Regions from separate parts of the Mus musculus genome. Here region 2 is linked to region 1. The links are chromatin contacts, called in public promoter capture Hi-C maps. All regions are on one chromosome and are shown on one strand. The core of a region is the stretch at or near the end of the contact, and the rest is flanking DNA. Distances in the headings are between cores, read along the strand shown.

Region 1 (5,657 bases), core at 1,388-3,887:
AGGCTCTGTGTTTATCTCTGGTTTGGATTTTATCCGATCCCTGGGAATGGTGTGACCAGATTTTTTGAAATGGGATATACTTACATAGCCTAGGCTAGTTTGGAAGACTGGAATTTGCAATCCGCCAGCCTCATTCCGGAGTACTGTATGTGCATAGCTTTTGAGATTGTGTGTTTGAGTGGGCATGCATAAACTGGAAGTTGATATCAGGCTTCTTCCTCTACCCTCTAGTTCTCACTACCAGCCACCACCACCCAACTCAAAACATTAATTACACCTAATGTGGTGGCGCACGCCTTTAATCCCAGCACTTAGGAGGCAGAGGCAGGCAGATCTGAGTTGGAGGCTAGCCTGGTCTACAGAGTGAGTTCCAGGACAGCCAGGGCTACACAGAGAAACACTGTCTCAAAAGACAAAAACAAAAACAAAAAATTGGGCTAGGAGATGGCTCAGTAATCAGTGTGCCTGCCACACAACATGAGGACCTAATTGTGGATTCCCAACACCCACAGGTAAAAAAAGCCCTGTAGCAGCAGCACACACCCGTGATCCCATTGCTGCATTATAGGCAGGTCTCCAGAGACTGATGGATCGCCAGTCTAGTTGAACTGATGAGTTTCAGGATAAGTAAGACCCTATCTCAATTTAAAAAAAAAAAAAAGGACTGGTCTTCCTATGCACATAAACACACAGAAATGCATTCTTGGAAGCCAGACACAGTGGTGTGCACTTTTAAGCCCAGCACTTGGGGAGCAAATGGACTCTGTGGAGTTCACTGCTAGCCTAGACTTTATAGTTAAGTTCCAGGATAAGAAGTACACAAACAAAAAAAAAATTGTCTATGGGCATATGAATATATAACACACATACACACATTAGATATTTGTATTATTTTACACACACATATTATATATTCACACATATTACATGGAACTACAAACCTTCTCCTGGCCCCCCGCCGCCGCCACCTTTAGGAGTGATGAGTTCTCTTCGAAGTTTAGCAAGGCGAGCCTTAAGCAGGCCAAGGTGATGAGCTGTGGCTTTGTTCTTCTGAGTCCGAGCCATCTATCAGGGAAGAATCACAGCCATAAACTCTGCAGCGTTCCAGGGGAAAAGTCCTGAATGCTCCCAGAAGCTGAGAATATGTTTTGGCTTTCTAATGTCAGTGTAACCATTTTAATTTTTCTTAACACAGGGTCTCTTTATGTGGTCCTAACTGTACTACAACTTATTATGTAAACCAGGTTGGCATTGAATTCATTAGTGTACCACTGGCCTCGGCCTCCTGAGCTCCACCTAAGAATTATTTTTTATCCTTAGACGCCCACAATAGAGGTGAAGGTGAACAAACTGTCTATTGAAATACTGCTTCAGGGGAAGACCAAATGGCTCATATTCACGAGCATCCAGCAAACTGCAGACTGAAGAGGATACAGGCAACTAAGTATTTTTTAAAAAGAAAAACCAAGCCTGGCTAATGTCAGCACTCTGGAGGCAGAGGCAGATCTGTCTGAGTTCAAGGCCAGCGTGATCTACACAATGGGATCCCTGACATCCAGAAGTATGTAGCAAGACCCTGTCTCCAAACAAAGGAGAGAGGTAGAGGGAGGGAGAGAGGGAAAAAATCCAGGGCCAGATAGACACACTCAAGTGCACTTGCTGCCAAACTTGGAAGACCTAAACTCAATCCCAGAAACCATGACTGAACAGAACGATTCCCCTAAGTAATGCTGAACACACACACACAGAAACATAAAAATAAACTGAATTCCCTCTCCCCTCTCCAGTTCATTCTCTTCACCACAAAAGAAACAAACGAGACCCAACGTGAAAGGACCCACGGTCATTCGAATTTCTATCCACAGAGGGAATTAAAATGCATCTGCTGATTCGTTTCTACGGTACCCAATCTAAAAGAAGGGTGTCACATTACGGACTTTAAAAAGCCCTGAAGGTCTCAGGGATGACGCGCCATCCAGGTACAATCTACTTACTCCCAGATCTTACCGTCACAACCAACGGCGTGTAAAAGGGGACCACCAGTGAGTGGCAAGTGGGCAAGGAATAACGGGACAAGACCTCAAAGCCCGTGATCGGATCACGGAGTCTGGGATATAGAAGTCGTGTGGCTCAGAGAAAAAAGCAAGAAAAACAGAAATAATGTCGAGACATGCGCCGAAAACCGGAGCAAGTGCTGGGTGTGGGATGTGGGAGGTTGCGCAGAGACGGAGCTGGCGGATGGGAGCTGAGAAGCCCAGGCCCGAGGAACTGAGGGAAGGGGCTGCATGGGGACGGGGCTGCGGCAGCGCAGGTTTAGACTACGGGGGCGATGGCAGCTGGTGGCACAGGGGTGGAAGCCAGGCCCTGACGCCGCGGACGCAACACCGGAGGAGCCGCAGCGCCGCAGAAGGGCCAGGAGAGAAGCGCCGGCTGCGCCTTTTACCTCGGCTTCGATCTCCGCGATCTTCGCTAAGGTCCCGCTCATGGTGGCGGAGGGCTTAAGGCCACACCAGCCTCCACACTGGTTAGGTCCCCCTTCTCGCGCCCGCCGCGCCTCTGGCCACCACTGCAGCGCGCAAGCGCGGGATCTGCTAAGCTCGCGACACGGTTCCGCGAGAAGTCCGCGCCGACGCTCTCGGAGATGGGCGGTCTCCGCCTTCTCCGCCGACTCCTCCCTGTCCCGCCAGCCAGCGCGGTGTCATAGAGCCCGCAGTGAGGTGACCAGAGCGGTCGCTCGGGCCAACTTCCCGGAGCGCGCCGAGGGTCGCGCGCAGCTCGGCCCCACCCCGCCGGACCTGCGCTCGCCCCTTCGACTCCCGTGCCCAGCGTGCACCTAAACCCGGCGACCATCAGAGTGCGCGCAGATACTTGGAAGCTCCCTTTCTTCATCAGGACAGACCTCGGCTTCCTGGGTTGTAGAGAGACTCAGAGGGGTGGGGGGTTGTAGAGAGACTCAGAGGGGTGGGGGGCACAATTTTTGAGGGATCCTTTGTTTACCAGGAACCCTAAAGAAGGAGTGTGGCACTCAACGAGCCACAGTTAGTGGATCGAATGAGCTCTTCCAGAGAGAGCCATTACTTGGAGAAGCTATCATGTTGAAAAGTTGGAAATTATGTTAGCACAAATTAGAAGGGAATGCATAAATAAATATAAAAGCATTTTTATTGTGTAAAATAAGGTTACAGCCACTAAAGCGTAGTGTGACTGGAAGTGAGTCCCGAATTTGTCAGATGGACAAATAGAACTGTGCCTTTTATCATTATACTCTCTAGGCTGTTTGTTAGAAATACACTTAGAGAGGCATAGGGTAGTGGTACCCACCTTTAATCCCAGCACTTGGGAGGCAGGCGGATTTCTGACTTCGAGGCCAGCCTGCTCTACAGAGTGAGTTCTAGGACAGCCAGGGCTATACAGAGAAACCCTGTCTCAAAAAAAAAAAAAAAAAAAAGTACCGGAGTGTGTCTCCTGGTGGTGCTGAGACCAAGGATCTCCTGTGTTCAAGGCAACCCTCGACTACCACACACCATGCCAGAAAGTACATTCTAGGAAATGTAGATAAACCAGATGATAGAGGCGCACGCCTTTGATCCCAGTACTCAGGAAGCAGAAACAGGTAGATCTCTGAGTTCAGTTCCAGGCCAGCCTGGTCTTCAGAGCAAGTTCCAGGACAGTCAAGGCAGAGAAAGCTATCTCGAAAAACTGGGAAAAAAATAAAATAAAAAAGGGAAAAAAAGAAAAAGGGAGGTAAAAGAATGGTTCCCATAGGAAGGTTTTTCCTGTAATGCCGAGGACTCACTCATGACACTTAGATCGGGAGGATCCCCCTGAACCCTGAGGGGAGAATTGTTTATGGGTCTGATGATGAGGGACATAGAGGGACCGACCATTTGCTTTGTGTAATTGTTTAATTGGGCTTTGGACACGGGTGCATACTTTCTTTTATCTAACTGTGTAACTTTGAATGATCTAAAATTAATTATGTAGACCAGGCTGGCTTGGAACTCCCCCAGATCCACTGACTCAGTGCTGAGGTTGAAGGAGTATATCACCACTCCACCTTTTACTTTTGAGTTTTTGTTTTTGTTCTTTCTAGACAAGTCTCTGTGTAGCCCTGGCTATCCTGAACTCACTCTGTAAACCAGACTGGCCTTGAACTCAGAGATCTTGCCTGCCTCTTTAGTCCTGAGTGCTAGGATACTCTGTTTTCTGATTTTTTTTTTTTTTTAGCTTATTACTATTGGTTCTACTTTCTCATTAAATTTTTACAAATTATACATTTTATTTAGGGTATGTATAATTTATATGCATAAAATTATGGATATTTTCTATGTATAAATTATATATACAAATATAATTTATGTGCATTGGTGTGAGATCGATGTGAGCTGCCATGTGGGTGATAGGAATTGAACTTGGGTTCTCTGGGAGAACAGGCAGTGCTCTTGATTGCTGAGCCATCTCTCTAACAACCCCCTCCACACTCCCTGACTCTGGAGGTCTGTTGCTCATATGGAGATCAGAAGACAGTATGAACCCCAGGGATCAAAGCTGGATCCTCAGGCTTGTCAGGAGGCACCTTTACACACAGAGCCATCTCGCTGGCTCACATATATTTCTGTGTTTCCATTTTATATAAGATTGATGCACCCATAATTACTGTGTAGTGATAAAATTTAAAAAGACTTCTCCTGGGCTGAAGAGATGATTCAGAGGTTGAGGTCACTGACTGATCTTCCAGAGGTCCTGAGTTCAATTCCCAGCAACTACATGGTGGATAACAACCATCTATAATGAGATCTGGTGCCCTCTTCTTATATGCAGGCAGAACTCTGTGTATATAATAAATAAACCTTTTGTTTTGTTTTGTTTTGTTTTTTTCGAGACAGGGTTTCTCTGTGTAGCCCTGGCTGTCCTGGAACTCACTCTGTAGATCAGGCTGGCCTTGAACTCAGAAATTCACCTGCCTCTGCCTCCCAAATGCTGGGACTAAAGGCGTGAGCTACCACTGCCTGGTAATAAATAAACCTTTTTTAAAAAGACTTCTCTTCTTCAAGTGTTTTATGGAAAGGTAGTCAGCATGCCCAGCACTGTTTTGCTCTCTGAAAGAAGCTTGCTGTGTATAAGTGAGTTTGTGTTGATAGATTAATCCACTGGGAATGGACAGAAGAGGCTTACCCATACAGATGGCCTCTGCCCCACCCAGAGAAGGGTTTATTTATATAAGTTTGTAAATAAAAACTATTCCAGCTTGCCAGGGGTAACAGTGAGAAATTGTATCTAGTTGTAGGGAGGGAAAGGGAAACAAACGCTTTTACAGAAAGTTCCTGAAGGACCTGGGCTTTGCTTCTTTTCTTTAACCTCAGCCTTTTCATAAATAAATTAAGGAATAATGAGGTAACTTGATCCAGCGCCATTAGTAATGGAGAAGGGAAGAAGAGGCAGGAAGCCCAGCTGGAAAGGGGAGTGATCAAAGATCAGTCTTAAAAGACAGATAAAATCAAATCAGCAGCCCTTCCAACCAGGGTGCTCATGGAATATGGGACAGCAACAAAGCGTCACCTCTGCAAGGGGGTTCTCCTTAACAAATCTCTCCATAGGACCTGCAAATTCAGCTCTTTACAGCCATAACCTAGGTCCAGTCAGCGTCAGCCACTTGT
Region 2 (5,657 bases), core at 1,333-3,832, 2.4 Mb after region 1:
CACGAGAAAGAGAGAGGCCTTGTCTCAACAAGGTGGTGTGGAGACAACTGCCTCAGAAAGTCGCCCTCTTCTGACCCCCACAGATGTACCATGCACACATGCACATACACTTGCACACAGTAGTAATTTAAATAAAATCCAAAGTGCCACATAGTCACAATATTTTTTAATCGAGAGATTAATAAATAACTAATTTTGCCTGTCCTTCTCTTTAAAGGCACTGCTAATGTATAAGGCTGACTCATTAATATGAGTTATAACTCAGGCCCAAGGAAAGATTAACAAGGGCTAGAGAGATGGCTCATCGGGTAAGAGCACTGACTGCTCTTCCAAAGGTCCTGAGTTCAAATCCCAGCAACCACATGGTGGCTCACAACCATCTGTAATGAGATCTGATGCCCTCTTCTGGTGTGTCTGAAGACAGCTCCAGTGTATTCATATAAATAAAAAAAATAAACAAATAAAAATAAAAATTGAAAAAAAAAGGAAAGATTAACAAAATTTTCTCCGTACGCAGGTCAGTCTTCTTGAGCTCACAGACACTGGACAGCATCCCAGGACCACACAAAGTGCCATGTCCCCAACACAAAGGCACAGTAATGATTGAAATACGGCTCTGAACTTCCAAAAGGGCACATTTTACAATATAAGCTTGTTCTACCTCGGCTGGGGGCCTTGTTCTGCCCACCTCCCTGAGTGACCTTGAATGACTTGGAGGTTACAGATAAATTTTAATCATACATTGTAAGCATATGCAAGGGTTGAGGGGTTGAGCAGACAGCAGGGTGGGTATAGTGTCTGCCCTGCAAACCTGAGACGGACCTGAACCTGGAGGCCCAGAGCTCAGGACAGTGGTAACAGCATCTGCAACCCCCACGCTCCCACCGTGAGATGCAGCCAGAGGCAGGACAGTCTCCAGACCTTTGTATGCCAACTACCCTGGCACACAAAGGTGGTGACAAGAAAGAGACCCTGCTTCAAACAAGATGAAGGCAAGGACTGGCCTAAGGCGGTCATACACGGACACCTGCACTCACACGTGAGCATGCACATACAAATGTGGATAGACAATTTATTGTCCGGGAGTCAAAACTCCAGCATCACTGAAAGATAAACAGGCAGGTGACAGGTGCACACCTATACTCGCAGCACTGAGAAAAATGAGGCTGGCGTGTGAGAGTTCCAGCGCAGCCTGAGGTACACTGCCACACTCTCTTAAAGATGGTTCAGCAGGCAAGGGTGCTTGCTTGATCCCTGGGGCCCCATATGGTAGGAGAGGGCTGACTCAGACAAACTGAACACATCCATACATATACACACACAACATGCATACTGAAATGGAAATGAACAAGAAAAATACAAAATAGGAAGTAGGGGGAGAAAAAAAAAGCCTAAAAATACGGGTTCTGTGAGCCATGAAGACTGTAGCACATTCCTGCAGTTTTGTACTTGGGTGAACACCGCATTACATAGGGCACACTCTTCCAGGTCTAGGATCCTATGTAGACTTCACTACCGCATCGCCTCCGGGCTATTACACATCTGTAAATTATGGCTTGCCAAAAAAGCACTGTCAAACCTTGTTTGTAAGCATGCAAATACTGTTCTATGGAGGCTCAAATGAGACTTTAGCAAGAAATATTCAAATTCCTTTCAATATGCAAGAATTCCTTTCTTTCACCATCCTAATATGCCCATCACTCATATGTTCTGTTGTCGGTAACATGTACAGTGTGTGTGCAGGCTTGCTCCCTTGACAGACGCATGGAGAAGACCAGGGGTTAACAGCCAATGTTTTTCCTCTATCACTATTTGCTGCTCGTTTATTTTCTAGCAAAACAGCTGCTCTTCCAAGACTGGCTGGCCAGTGACCCCCAAGAACCAAATATCTCCTTCACCCTCACACCCCTTGAGCTGTGGCACCAAGTGCTCATTTAGGAGCTAGGCTGCACCCTCATGCTAGAGCGGCACAGCATTTAGCAATCTTTCCAGTCCCCTAACTAAATGTGACAGGGTCTCAGTAAGTAACCTTACCTGGCCTTAAACTCAAGATCGGCCTCCCGAGCGCGTTCGCCGTCACGCCCGGCCTCCCACCCAAAAGTTCGGCTCTTTGCCTTGAAGAGTACGTTCAAGAGTGACCCGTGCCACCAGGGTGGCAGTCCTTCCCAGGCGCCCTCACCTGTGTGCAGCGACAGCCAGCCCTTTCGGTGTGCGATGTAGTGCGGGGCGTGCGCCTCCTCGTAGCTCACCGGCTTGTTCCCCTTGGCCACGCGGACTCGCGCCGCCCGATTCTAGGAGCGAAGGTGCGGTCACGGGGAGACCCAGCCCAGCCGCCCTCGCGGCCCCCAGACCCGGCCGCCGCACTCACCTTGGCGCAGACCGCGGAGGTGTGCAGGGTGCGCCAGGCGCCAGGCAGCTCCCGGCTGCAGGCCAGCACCTGCGGAGAGGCGGGGAGTGAGCGGACACCGGATGGCGCCCCAGCCCTCCCGCCCGCGGCCCACTCACCCGCTGCCCTAGCCCGCGCACCGACGCGGACCACGCCATCTTGGGCCGGCGCGACCCGGGACGCGTCAGTGCGCAGCCGCAGGAAGGCGGGGCCTCAGAGCAGGAACTAACGGGAACACGGGCGGGGGCGGGGCGTGGCGAGGGAGAGGGCGTGGCGTGGGTCGGAGTGTGGGACGTCCTGCAATTTTCCTGATACTGTCAGCTAGTCCTTGGTCGGACCTGGTGTTGGGTTTTAAATGCGAAAATTTGGTGATATAAAACTGAGGTGTGGGGCTGGTGAGATGGCTCAGTGGGTTAGAGCACCCGACTGCTCTTCCGAAGGTCCAGAGTTCAAATCCCAGCAACCACATGGTGGCTCACAACCATCCCTAACGAGATCTGACTCCCTCTTCTGGAGTGTCTGAAGACAGCTACAATGTACTTACATATAATAAATAAATAAATCTTTAAAAAAAAAAAAAAAAAAAAAAAAAAAAAACAAAACTGAGGTGTAGCTGGACATGGTGGCGCACGCCTTTAATCCCCGCACTCGGGTGGCCGAGGCAGGTGGGTCTCTGAATTCCAGCCTAGTCCGGTCTACAAAGCGAGTTCCTGGAGAGTCTGAGTTACAGAGAGAAACCCGTTCTGGCAAAACAGAACAAACAAACAAAAGCCATGAAGTTTTTATCCTCATAGAGAGGTGGTAGAAACAGCTTCAATGTCCTCTAGAGAATTGAAGAGAAAACGCGCCGGCCCTCAGGCCCCGCTGTTCCGTGCTTGTGCTCCTACCTGAGACCGCGTACTCTCCAGGAATATCCAATATGACAGCGTCAGCCTCCTTTGGGCTGGGAATAGTCATTTGCCTTCATGCTGAGCAGATCCCAGAAAAGGGGTTGCTGGGTTGGCTCCTAATCATTTAAAGTAAAGAGGCAGTGTGTTGAGGGTCTATTTCTGCGGTGGAGCCACCCAAGGAAGAAAATTTTAAATGGCAAGGAAATTTATGAGGCTAGAGCAATGTCGTTGTAATTATTATTGAGTAATTATTAATGGCAAGGGGGGAATAGAATCGTGAAGAACTCACTCTACTAAAGAAAGCACATGGACTCTAGAGTCTGACTCTCATTATAACAAAATATTGAATGAAGGGATTTTTTGTTTTGCTTTGGTTTTTTGTTTTGGGGGACTGTTTTGTTTTGTTTGTTTTTGTTTTTGAGACAAGGGCTCTCTGTGTAACAAATTCTGGACTCAATTTATAGACCAGGCTGGCCTCAAAGTCACAAAGATCCACCTTTTCTGCCTCTGAAGTGCTGGGATGAGGGGTGTGCCACCACACCTGGCTGGGAACTCCTTCAAAGCATCCATGGGAGTGGACACTTACACTCTAATGTCAGTGCTTGGAAGGCAGAGGCAGATGGATCTTTTATCAGTTCAAGGTCTACATATGGAGCTCCAGGCTCCAAGGCTACAGAGTAAATAAACCCTGTCTCAAAATAAAAGACCATGACCAGGAACTAACTGGTCATTCTTAGAAATAAGTCAACTCCTAGACAAATGCGTACAGGTTCTCTGGATAAAATTGTCATTCTTCCCTTGTTCACGGAGAGGGCGTTGCTTTGGAAATAACCCCAGTGCTTCCTGCCTGCGGCAGGCAATACTGTTTTCAAGACAAGATCTGATGGATCCCAAACTGACCTAGAAGTGTACCACAAACTAACTTTGAACTCCTGATGCTCTGATCTGCTGAGGTATGTGCCACCTTGTCTGCCATAGGTCATCAGTCTTTCTCCACTCGTGTCTTGGCTAGATTTGCTTTGATTTTGCACTTACCAAGAGGCAAACCTGTTATATTTGTACAGTTGAGCGCTGGTTCCATTATCCATTATGTAGACATGAAACATCTCACCCACAGAGCTAATGAGATAGCTCAGCTGATAAAGAACTTGCTGCCCAAGCCTGTTGCCTGAGTTCTGTCCCCAGAGCCCTTGTAAAGGTGGAAGGAGAGGACCACCCTATGATGGTTTAAATGAGAATGACCCCATCAGGCTCCAGATGGAGAAGCTCTCTCTCTCTCTCTCTCACTCACACACACACACACACACACACACACACACACACACACCTTAAGGAAAGTAACCACTTCTTATAGCTATTAGGATGAAGGCATTTAATAGTCAGGCATGGTGACTCACTCCTATAATCCTATAAGCACTTGGGAGGCTGAGGCAGGAGGACTGCTTTGAGTTCAAGGCCAGGCAGAACTACAGAGTTCCAGGCTATACTGACTTATTGAGAGACCCTGTCTCAAAAAACAAAAAACAGAAGACAGCAATTAAGGAATGGCAGCGGGTCTATCAGCCTGAATGGTGCAAAGTTGCTGACTTTGGCTGTATGGGATATGCGTGGGTGAGCTACTGGTATTTGCACTCCATGTTTCCTGAGGGAGAAATATTAGACTTATAGAGGGAAATGGAAACAGGGCTGCTAGCTGGTTGGTGCCTGCACAGACAGCAAGGCCGAGGCCTCCACTTATGTTTCTAAAGTCAAATTCCTTTGGCCACGTGAATCTGGGTCCTTCCTCTGGACCTCAACGGGAATGTTCTATTTTTAATTTTTAGACTACAGCCTCCAACTGTTCCAAATTGTCGATAACTTATAGAGATGTGACCTTTTCAAAATCCATAGTTTTTTACAAATGTAAAGTCTTTTACTTTTCCCCAAATAATCCTTTTAAGCTATTTTTAAATTTCTCATAAAATATTACAATTTTATAGTTTGACAAATTACATAAATTTGCTCTATCGTGGAAAGAGATGTGGTCCTGCAGCATCTGAACTATCCAGGTCGAAACTTGAACCCACTTCCTAGCTGTGCAAAAGCAATGTCAACCTCCCTGTGTCCAGGCCCCCTCATCTGTAAAATGGGGACAGTAATGGTTTCTGGGGATGAGGGTGTAGCTTGGTGTTAGGGCACAAGCATACGGCTTTGGGCACCATCCATGACAACTCGCACCTTATCACCACAGAGAAGTTACACGCCTTCTGTGTTTGTTTGGCTGCTTGGTGGGGTCTTACTGTTTCTTTCACTTGGTTTTGCTTTATTGGACCTCTGAAGCAGAGAGTAGGAAGAACAGACCCTTTGGCTGCTCTTGAACCTCATAAAGGTGATGTGACAAA

Evidence for each region. Capture Hi-C pulls out chosen DNA fragments and counts their contacts.
Region 2: a contact with region 1 is called in a promoter capture Hi-C map of adipose tissue, with 7 times the contacts expected there. The contact joins the promoter of Mrps24 here to the promoter of Drg1 in region 1. A contact is called at or near these places in 1 of 39 promoter capture datasets (liver) and 2 of 9 other capture datasets (adipose tissue and liver).

The regions. Positions count from the first base shown.
Region 1 is chr11:3,263,826-3,269,482 of GRCm38.p6, forward strand. It overlaps Drg1 (developmentally regulated GTP binding protein 1), which reads right to left and starts at 2,638. Exons shown (of 9, transcript NM_007879.2): 1 at 2,444-2,638; 2 at 942-1,065. The coding sequence starts at 2,485.
Region 2 is chr11:5,705,119-5,710,775 of GRCm38.p6, forward strand. It overlaps Mrps24 (mitochondrial ribosomal protein S24), which reads right to left and starts at 2,583. Exons shown (of 4, transcript NM_026080.3): 1 at 2,506-2,583; 2 at 2,369-2,437; 3 at 2,180-2,291. The coding sequence starts at 2,544.